Regions from separate parts of the Drosophila melanogaster genome. Here region 1 is linked to region 2. Evidence: chromatin contacts called from public Hi-C data. All regions are on one chromosome and are shown on one strand. The core of a region is the stretch at or near the end of the contact, and the rest is flanking DNA. Distances in the headings are between cores, read along the strand shown.

Region 1 (5,396 bases), core at 1,482-3,981, 180 kb after region 2:
TACCACATTTGGCTAATGCCACTTATTGGCTTTAGGTTTGGTCTTTTCGTTTTTCATTTTGCTATTTGTATTTTATCTCTTTTTCCATATTTCCAATTGGATGTCAGTGTGGGCTGTCGTCACGCCCACAATCTCGGTAGCAGCCGCCGCAGTTTGACAGCAAGCCCATTGGAAAACTGGAACCGAGTTGGACTTGCAACCAAATTGGGAGCCCACCTCTACTGCCACTCTTAACTTGACTTGACTTGAGTCATTTCTGGTTCCTACGACGGGCACTGAAATGGCAGCTTTTATGTCGATTCTAATTGTTTTATGGAGGTTACTAGGTGAGGTCTTGGCCGAGCACCGAACACGAAACCAATTAATCCCACTAATTACCGCAACCGCATCCAAAAACACATCCGATGATCGCCGGAATCCCTGTCCACCCCCATGGATCTTGGCTAAGTCGGCTGACAGTTAAATTTTCGCTCTAAAGTTCATGAGTTGAAGATACACATAAATCTTTTGGGGCGCCATCTATGGGTGGGAATTGCAGACTCGGAAAATATGATCGATTGCTAGTTATTAATGATGTGATTTTTACGATACTGAACTTTTTGCGACTGTGAACTTTTTATGGTTCTTATTGAAAACGATGTTAGTTAACTTTTATGGAAAATGTCTGCCTGGAGGGATTATTTTAAAGGGCGTTTTAAGAATTTTATTAGCTTCATAAGTCACAGTTATGAAACAAGTTTAAAAAAAAATTAAGGATAAACCTGTAGATGTTTTTGCTAAGCTAAATATGATCTTCTGAATATGTTTCCCACATATTTTTAAAATTATTACCAAGCAAAAGTAGTGACTCACTATCTAACTGCAAGGGCCATAGCATCTAAAAATATCCAAGCAATGAAACAGAAAAGACAGAAAAGAGTGAATAAATATGTCATTAAAAATATCTCTTAAGCACTGTAAATTGAAAATAAAACTGAGAGCTGCTCATGAGACTTTGATAGTGGGATAATTGCAAGATAAATAAATAAATAAATGTGCGAAAAAGGAAGCAGCGATCAACACATGCAAATGAGTGAAGTAATCAAAGGCACAAAAAATTGGTAAAAAAAAAGAGGCAAATGGAATGTGCGAGCGATGACGTTGTTTACATTTCAATTGTATAAAGCTGATGGGCTCGAGGGTCTGAACAATCTGAACAAATTGCGCATGCGCAAAGGCCGAAAAAATGCGGGTCAATAAATGGGCAACAACAAAAGAGTCAGCGAAAATGATGCAACCGTCTTAACTTTTTTACTCGGCCTCCGCAATCTGTTTACCAGAATGAAGAGGGAGCCAAGGAGGATCGGCCAAGCTGTTCATTAATTTCATAAACGCAAAAAGAAATGCAACAATGAAACCGAAACCTATACTTAAAAATAGTTGCCTTCGATCCGGTCCCCTCGTCTCCAGAGGTCTTATCCCTCCTCCTCATAGACAAAAGGCATTTGGCACTCCTCGAGCAGAGGATCGGTGCTTGGGGATTGGGGTTTTGGGTTTTAGGTTTCTGGCCTTGGCCAAGGCGTGTGTGATGATGATTATGGCCTAATGGTGGATAGCCTGTTGGCATGCCAGCAACGAAACAACAGCAACTTCAGATAATAGCAACCGAAACAACAACAGCTACACTATAACGAAAACTAATAAAATTAGATAATATTATATTTAGTATTTTGAAAACTATATTTTAACTGTTAAATAAAGAATTAATGTTAGTTCTTCAAAATATCCTCTTGCTTGTGATTGATGGGATGACTAATTGCAAAAGCTGTTTTTATTGTGCTCAGTGTACGAGTGCTGTAAGTTCAATGTTTGTTGGTGGCTGCGGTTTCTGCCGCGTTTGAAGCAGCGCGTAAAAAATGGCAATAATTTTTGCTCTGTGGCTGATTAGTTGAATGCCTAGTCCAAGTCGATGGTATGATGATGATGATGATGGGGCGGGAAAAGATACGTAAAAGAAGCGATGTTACAGTGCACTCTTCAATAAATTTCAAGAATATCATATTGGTTATCAATATTTCTAAAATATGTTATGGTCAAAATTGAATATTGAAGTCAATAAAATCTCTACATATATTCAGATAGTACTTTTAGCAAATGAATGTTAAATGGAGATTCCTATAAATAAAATATCCCTTTGCTGAAATAGTTTTTTAACTCTATTGTGCTTATAAGCAATATAGTTTTCTGTGAAATATTATGAAAATTCTGCTATCTCGATCACAATCATTTATGAAAACTAAAAGCATTCCAAAAATAGCTTTGTGCTCATAACTCAGTTGGCATATCTCTGCCAAGATCGATTACTTCAGCTCAAAGATCTGCAGCCAGACAAATACAAACGTTTTCACATTCATTTCGATTCTTGCAGGTTTTGTTCTTTTCTCCGATTCTTTTCTTTTCATTTTCCTGACCATTTCGGTGTTGTGCTTTTTGCGGTGGGCGTTCTCTTTTGTCCATTGCAGATCACCCCGCCCCCGCATCTAGTGACGCTGACAAATTGTTGGGCATATCAGTTTATACATGTATATTTCTCAGCTCTGTTCTATTCTTTTGTTCATGTGTAACAAATGAGTTTGCTGCTAAGGTAAGGTCCAAGAAAATCGAGAAAAAATCACGCCCAAAGTCCACACACACCAGGTTATATCTGTGTGTGTGCGGGGCTGCACTCAAGGTCGTTTCATTACTCAGCGGCGTCCTTGGATAATTACACACACGCCAAGAGACCCCAAGACCACAACAATAATAACCCAAAAGGGGAGAGGAGGGAGGACTCTTGAGCTTTTACCGCAGCTTCGTTTTTCAATTTTAGTCATCATAAAAAATCGCCAGGCGTACGTAGCAGAAAGAGACGGACTACGCACGTAAGAAAGAGACAGGGACAGTCCTGTTCTTCCACGCAGGCGCAGCGGCAATCTGATCTGCTCCCTCTCTCTCTTTCAGTCTCGCCCCATCTCGTTCCCGCTCGCGTTCGCTGGTTTTTGCATTTTCTGCAACATTACTTCCTTTTAGGCTTCTAATCGCTGCCTGACTCAACCCCAAGTACAGTATTCCCTTGTTAAGAAGGACTGTCTTATAGTTTATATACTTCAATTTAGAATATATTTTTGTAATGCATAGATATCTGAAAAAAATATCTTTTTAAATTGCAATTTGATGTTTTTAAAATACACGTATACATTATAACGCATGAAAATCTTTTATTAACTTTGTTAAGGAATTTTCGTGCGTGTACTACAAATTTCCAATATTGAGTATAGTAAAAGTAAATTGAGTTGTTAAATTTTGTAATATTAAATTCTTGGGACATAGTCTGCGTTGCCTTATTGTGACTGACCACTGTGGCTGTAACAACAGCTGGAACACACGTTGGCCTGTGCATTCGTGCGAAAGTCCGTCCGATGTCTATAGCTTTGGTCCCCCGATATCCCCGGATACCACCAATACCCCGAGCACTCCGCCATATGGCCGTGTGTATATATTGCGATCGCCGGCAGAGGAACGTTTCTAGTTTTGCGTGCAGTGGAATGGAATTGTGGACCAGGCCCAGACCGCGGGGTTCAATGCACCGACTGATTCTGAATCCGATTCTGCAGCATTCTGCGGAGCAGAGCAGTTGCGGCCTGCATTTTGCTTGCCTTTGGCATTTTATGCAATTTTTTTCGCCATAGCCGTTGCCTGGACTTTTTCCTCTTTGTCTATAGCTTTTTTATTTGCTTATACCTTGAAGTGAGTGAGTTGTATGCGCTATCCTAGGGTTGGGCATCTGGATTCTGGAGATGGGTTTATCAGCGACTAGAAAGAGTCTATGTAAAGTTGCTAAATTGTCTAGCAAAGTATTAAACAAGCTCAACCGATTGGCTTTTGATCCAACAAATAAATAAATAAATTGAAATAAATTGTTGAAAAATCTTTACATCGCCTTGTGATTTGTGTTGGAAATACAATAGGCAAAAAGAAAATGGAGATTCTGAAAATAGCCAAAAAAAAAACCCAATTGTGGTAATTTAAGTAAATACAAATAGCTAACGATTTTGATCCCTAGACCCCACAAGCCATATGTCCCACTGGGAATCCCCCTTTGTGCAATTTCAGGTCTCCATTACCGCGTCTTTGAGGCTTAAGCCTTAAAAAAGATTCAGACAGCAGCTGTGCTACACTTCTACGACTCTTGCCCTTGCCTCTTTTATTTCTGTTGGTCTTGGCCATTGTTAGCGATAACAATAAAATGTGGGTGGGTTGAACTTGGACCTCTGCCTCCTCCTCCTCTTCCGTTCAGCACTTTTTTTCCCCCTTGTCCAAAATCCATAATTACGGGCACATGGCTATCGTACAGACGAATTACTTTCAAAACAAAACTCGAAATCGCACAACTCGTAGATGACCAAAGCCCCGAGAAGAAGAAGCAGGGAAGAAACCACGGGTAGACAACTAAGAAGAAGAAGAGGAAGCTATCTTCCAGGGTATGAAGCTGAAAAAGCTATAGAAGTCCAAGCCAAAGTTGGATTATTCAAGCGGAGCAAACGCCAATGGGCAGCTGCTCTGAGACTCGCTTCCTCCCACTCTTCTCACTGCCCCACTCTCTTTCTATTCGCGAATTACAGCTAAAGAAGTGGGTGAAGAAGGGGGAGGGACAAGACAGAACAAACGGCAGTTTGATGTCGCCGGAAGCCAGGCTAAAAACAATTCTTCGAGTTGCAAAACAAAAAAGAAATAAATAAAAGTAGGAGAATCGCAGCAGAGAACGCAGAAACCAAGAGAAAATACAGGCTACAGGAAAACCCCAAGTTAAATGCATTTATTTATAGCACATTTGACCACTCGATAACTTCCTTATGTGTGTGTAAACAAAGAAATCATTTCTTTTTATTTATTTATTCACAAATATGTTAGTACACCGCAACTAGAATCGAAGATTTACTAAAATGGGGGAAAATGTTGTGAAAAGAAGGTGGTAGGCAGAAACACCTGCCGGTGTGCCAGGCGATTGATAGTTTTGTATTAAAGATTGCTACTGGTCAGAAATAAAGCAACTGAGAAAGCTTAAAAGGAAAAGAATATCAAGTTTTCAAAATAATTACTCACAAATTATTAGCTATACTCTCAACAATCTAAGTTAATTTATGAACAATATATGTTTATGTGAGTACAAAATATGATTTCTCACATTATCTTTACAATAATTTACTGAAACTCCCCCCCTGCCGAGCTCCCCTCTCTAGGAGTAATTTCCCACTAATATTGAGCCACGTAAATCTGATTTCATTACCAGTACGAGCAATTTCCCAAAGGAGCACCTGCTGGAACCCACTCCTTCATTCAATTCTCCCTAAATCACTGGTCCGATCCCCTCTTTCCGC
Region 2 (5,654 bases), core at 1,683-4,182:
ATATTTTTGTGGTCAGCTTTGGCAATATGTGTGTGTGTGTGTGTTGTGTACCCCACCTGCTCTCACCTGGATACCCCCACCTGGCTAAATGCAACGGCAGCTCCTTGGGCTTATGCATAACCAGCGTTGCATGTTGGCCACCTGTCAATGCATCGAGTGAAAATTGCTGGCCATGTCAGGGAGCCGAGGACCTTATTTGGCTGGCCGGCATAACGCCTATGGCCATCGAACTATTACCAGAGCATTATTATAATGCCGGGCCAAAAGCAAGCCAAACCGAATCGAGCCATTAATAGCTGTGGTCTATATGGTGTGCCACTTTTTGTGCGAAAAGATTTACAATTAAAGTTGGCGATTAAATTGTTGCGATAGCCTTGCCTCGATTACCAATATGCCTTGCTTCGATTATATTATTTGCAGAGTGAAAGCCCCCGACTCGAATTCAAACTCAATCGATGGCTATCTGAGCCGATAGATCGATCTGAGCACATTTATCTTGGGCATTGGCTCGTAAGTGTAACTTTTAGTGCGTAATTTATGGCCATTGCTCTGTCTGTGAGTTTATCTTGAAAGGAAATTTGCTCGGCGATAAAACGATAAACGATAAACGCGCTTACTGCCGCCTTTGGTGTGTCCGAAGTGGGCGGTTAGGGGGCGGCATGGCCACCAAATCAATTTGCCACGGCTAATATGGGTTAAATGCCATGATTTCTATTTTTTTGCGATATCGAATTACAACACTAGCAGTTATTTAGCACATTTATGTGCCGTTATAATGGCATGGCTCAAAATATGGGTATCCGCTTTGAAGGTGAAATGAATGCAAATTGCCGCTTTAATAGCTCCTGATGGTTGAAAATCGCTTTTTAGGTTCGGCTGGCACTTAAATTTAGGTGTTTAGGCGCTTTTATTTTGGTCCCGTACTATTTTATTGTTAAGAAATAATGGCTTATGGTTGTAATCAGGCCATTTCAGAAGTTGGTTACCTTTTATTGATTTGTCGATTCGGGTACCGCTGAGAGTTGAATTAAGAAACTGTTTTGAAACGTTTTTTGTTTTTATTTTTAATTACCATTTTTAAAAAATAATGCGATTTTCTGCAACAACTGTAGTTAAAGTTATTTTAATAAATTATATGCTAGCAGCAGAATGTTTCTGGTTTATACTTCCGCGGTACAGTTCTCCTTTCCTTGACATCCAGATTAGGTACACTTAAGTACTCACTTGAAGGCTTGGCTAGCAGTCACTAGTCCACTTTTCAGATAGCCACTTCCTATGAGCCGTTGGCCCCACGTAAAGCCAGCTCCATCATTTATAACTGTCAACAGTTTTTGTGGCCCAAACGGGCCAAGTAAATGCAGAAAAAAAGCAAACTGCACATATCTAATATTTAAGCCATCAGCGTAGTCGGCAATTGCCACTCGACTTCAGCGAAGACCACCACTTCACCTCATCCTGGCCACGTTAGCTAGACAAACAAATTATGGCTACTGTCAATAGACGAGAGTTTCTAAGCCCAGACGGTGGAAAAACAACAACCAAACGAGTCCAACAGGAAAGGGGCAGAATGGAGGTGAGAGATGCACCCACAGTTGCTGCAGTTGGACATTTGACTGATGTCTGGAGAGGAAAAGAGGCGATTTTGGCTGCAGTTTTTCTTCTTTTTTACCATTCTCCACAGCCCCTTGACAAACTGTGAAAATTGCCAACGGGCAGTTTGGGGCGGCAGCCAAAAAAGCAACAGGCAACTGGCAACTTGCAACAGCAAATCAGCGACTGTGCAACATGTTGAACTTCTCGCCAAATTGCAAATTCTAAGCCAACTCAATAATTGCCATACCAAAACAAGAGAGAGAAAAAAAAAAAACAAATCGACTGCGTTTTTCTTTTCCATTTACCCGAAATGTTTTTTATTTTATCAATTTTTTTTATTGTTCAGTTTATTGCCTCAGGACAATTTACAAAGAGATATTCAGGCCAAGCCAACAAGTTTGTCTGGATTTTATTTTTAGTTTTCATATCCTGCAGCATTTTTTCTATTCTCGCTAAATTATTTTACTGTATTTTTTTGTCTATCTATTTTTCCTGTTTGTTGCTAAATATTTGTCTATTCTTTATTGTTTTGCAGACAAAGCTTATGGCCAGCAAAATGGCAGTGTTTTATGTTAAAGTGGCTTAAAATTTTAGATAGATTGGACAGGCTTTTCAGAAATGTTATATTTCATAGAAATATGAAAAAGCTTTAGGTATTCTTTACTTAGCTAAAGGCTATAAGGAGCTTAATAGATTGTTTGCTAAATAAAAACTTAATTCAAATGTTCTTTAAAGTGTTTAAAACGCATGGAAAGTACGTACTATGACGAACGAGTGATAACTTACTTTAAAAACATTTTCGTATTTCTCATCTTATCTGAATTTTTTAAAACTAATTGAATATATATTTTCAATGCATTGAATGCATTGGTTTTAGCTTTAGTAGGCTAAATTTTAACTCTTATGAATTATTTCGGAACCATTTACCAGATCTAGTATTCCTTGGTGTCCAAATTTACATACAATTTCTGTTGTTTTCCTGTAGACAAAACTACAATTTGCATTTGACGAATGGCCAGACAATGAAAAAGCTGACTGGAGTTAAGTGGAAATCGCAGTCTGCCGCTTGAAGTGTATCACCGAAAATTAAGGGCGACGGCCCTCAGGCCACGCCCACAGCTCCACTCGCCCTCCGTTGACTCCTCGAATAGTGCGCTGTATTCCATTCGCTGGCATAATTAAAAACGTGCTAAGCGTTTTAACGATTCTCGGACACTGATGGCCGATCCACTGTCCCTTTTCCTTCACCTATTTTTGTCCCCTTCCTTTCAACTTTCCCGTCTCTTTCTGTAGCTCCGACTTTTGTCTATAGCCAACGATGATATGCTGGTTTCAAGTGCTTCATACACACGATGAGAGCCAGCAGGGCATAGAATAAATGTTCAATTCAGTGCTGCCCTCTTTGTCTGTTTTGTTGTTCCATCTCTTTCGCGCTGTTCCATCTTTCTTACATTTTTGTTTATTTATTATCCATTCTATTTATTTCTTTTTCGTTTTTTAATGGTTTTAAAACTGAATTTCCAGCTTCAGATTTGTAAAATTTTTACACTGAAAGAAGCGAGTGAAAATCTAGTAAAATAAATGTTGGGCACAGTTTTCTTTACATATTTTTAATCATAAGAGACATTATTTTCCGCATCTATTTAAGAAACGAATTTAGTGTTACGGTTTCAAGTTTTAAGTATTTTCGCGATATACAGAATTTTGTTGGTCTCTAGTGTTTATGCCACCGTTAAATGGGCGGAAAGGGCCATGATGAGGCAGCCTGCAGCCACTACGGGAAGTGCTCTAATGAGATGAGACTCGGACTCTGGCGCTGCGAATGCCCCCAAGGCAGCTGTATTGCATGGCTTTTATTTTTTTTAATTACGAAAATTGGATTTTTATGTTGACGGTAGGATGGGGGAATACGAAATACATGAGGGGCTGCGGTTAAAAACACTTGACATGCTTGGTGACGATGAGTGGCCACCAGGTTCACAACCACATGCAGCATTCAATTCTCCGCTCCCATTTCACATTTCTCATTCAACTGCAAATGAGAGTGTTGAGGTCTGCAGCCAGCATAGTGGACCATTTGATTTTTTATCTCCGGCTTAATTGAGTTGGTGGTGACTGGGGAGCCAGCACCATCCCCTCCGGCAACCCTCTAATGAAATTAGGTTAAAGCGGTTGTAAATAGGTGAGCATAAGAAAAACAGATGCCGGGGAAACGAACTCACGTTTTATTTTTTCCCCACCGCCTGAATAAGTGATTTGGTTCAGCGATATCAGCATGTGTACAAAATTACAGTCAACTCCGTTGGAGTGTCCACATCATGCCCCCTAGCACCAGCAGTGGGTTAAGACCTGGGTGAAAGCATCGAGAATGCTTCACCACAATTGCCGGTCATCTGGATTGGGGGGCGGTCTGGCTGAACGAGCTGGTTAAAATGCTAATGATAGGATAGGTTTCTCGATCCGCAAAGGAAAGTCGGTTGGTTAACAGATCGTAACTTTGAGAGCTCGAGATTTCGTGCTGAAATTTTGTACGCCTTTGGTTAGCTTAAACATAAAATTGCCATATAAAAACGGTGTACATTCTTTTGTGAATATTTAAATGTTCTCCTGATGAAACCAACAAATTTGAAGTATTCAGGAAGTGCATATTTTTATATATTAACAAATTATAAAAAAAGTTTAAAAATATACAGCGGTCTTTATTGGCATTATTGCTAACCCCATTTTATCACCCTTTTCGTCACCTTTTCAGAGTACACACAAACACAAATCGAACCGCTTAATTATGTGGAAACTTAAAACTTGTCGTGCTGGGCTGCTTCCTGTTTCGAAATCAAAAGGGATTACCGGCCAATTGTTGCTACTTCAAGCTCGCACTTTCCCACTCCTTAACCTACAAAAAACAAAATTAAAACAAGAACAATGTGAGCTTGGTGTCTGGCTGTTTATTTACCACATATCATATCATGTTTCGCAACCGGCAAGCGCGACCACAATGTGTGTGCCATGATGATACGCGGCTCTCCACTTCTCAGATTCTCTCCCTTCGGTTAGTTGTCACCCTGGCAATGACAACCACATACAGCTCCTGGTGGTGCAGCTCATCATCTTAGCCCTGTTAGTGAATGGCGCCCAACGTGGGACCCGTTTCATTTCAGCAGCAGATTCGCCACCACTACTTCTACTTTGCAGATCCATCTTCATAATGAAACGTGTCAATTTACATGAAAATGATTTTTCTCATCTCCATAGCAAAGTGGCAACGTGTTCTTAAGCAACCCATTAGGTGCTTTCCTACCGCTGCACTTCCCTACCGCCCCTGATTCAGCTCCTTTAAGTGTTTTTTACGGCAAGCTCAAACTTTTTATGGCTGCCTGCATCCTGTGATGAGTCTCACGGACGGCGAGGAGAATTCTTCTCTTGTTTATTATTTAAAGCAAATTATCAAAATGCTTTTGCATATCGTAAAAAAGGATTTTTATGTTGTACATCATTAAGCATAATAATCTTGCCACTGATGTATGTAGGACCTTCCGCCGAGCGAGGAGTGAGTTCTTTTTATGGCTACTAATTTTTAAGCTGATTAAAAGCTATCAAACTGAAATCAGGTATCTTTTTGAGTGATTGTATCCCTTTCTCAAGGTGCACGGAATTCTGATGAGTCAAGAGCTTCGCTTGATTGTGTAATCGTAAAATGTTTAAGGCTTTTTCAAGGGGAGATCAATGGCGTCGGATAGTGCATTTGGTATTCCACCAACTGTGTAAAAAACTTGAAGTGCAACCCTAAGGAATTATTTGTTTGTTTATTAGTTTCAAAGTGTTTTTCGGCAATGAAATGGATTTAATTTAATTTATGGGTGTCTTAATCAACTAAGATGTGAAAATATTGATTATTTTTAAAGTATATATAATTTAAGCCTTTGTGAATAACTTACTAAATTACAATTTTACTCTGTTTCTTTTAGGTAAGTCTACAATTCCTGAATTTCGGATTTTAAACCCAAATTGCAAGCTCGGATGCCTTAGCTTTCATCAAGTGTGAGTAACGAAATTATTTTCAA

The links. A called contact is a pair of places that touch in the nucleus more often than the background predicts.
Region 1: a contact with region 2 is called in a Hi-C map of the OSC cell line, with 2.7 times the contacts expected there. A contact is called at or near these places in 11 of 107 Hi-C or Micro-C datasets (the D17-c3 cell line, the Kc167 cell line, the ML-DmBG3-c2 cell line and 4 more) and 2 of 7 datasets of targeted methods (both in the Kc167 cell line).

The regions. Positions count from the first base shown.
Region 1 is chr3L:14,460,775-14,466,170 of dm6, forward strand. The region is part of intron 4 of bbg (big bang); the gene reads right to left. Among named protein-coding and RNA genes, the nearest start is that of lncRNA:CR46031, 39 kb to the left of the region's middle.
Region 2 is chr3L:14,284,834-14,290,487 of dm6, forward strand. All of the region lies in intron 1 of fz (frizzled), which reads left to right. Among named protein-coding and RNA genes, the nearest start is that of fz, 13 kb to the left of the region's middle.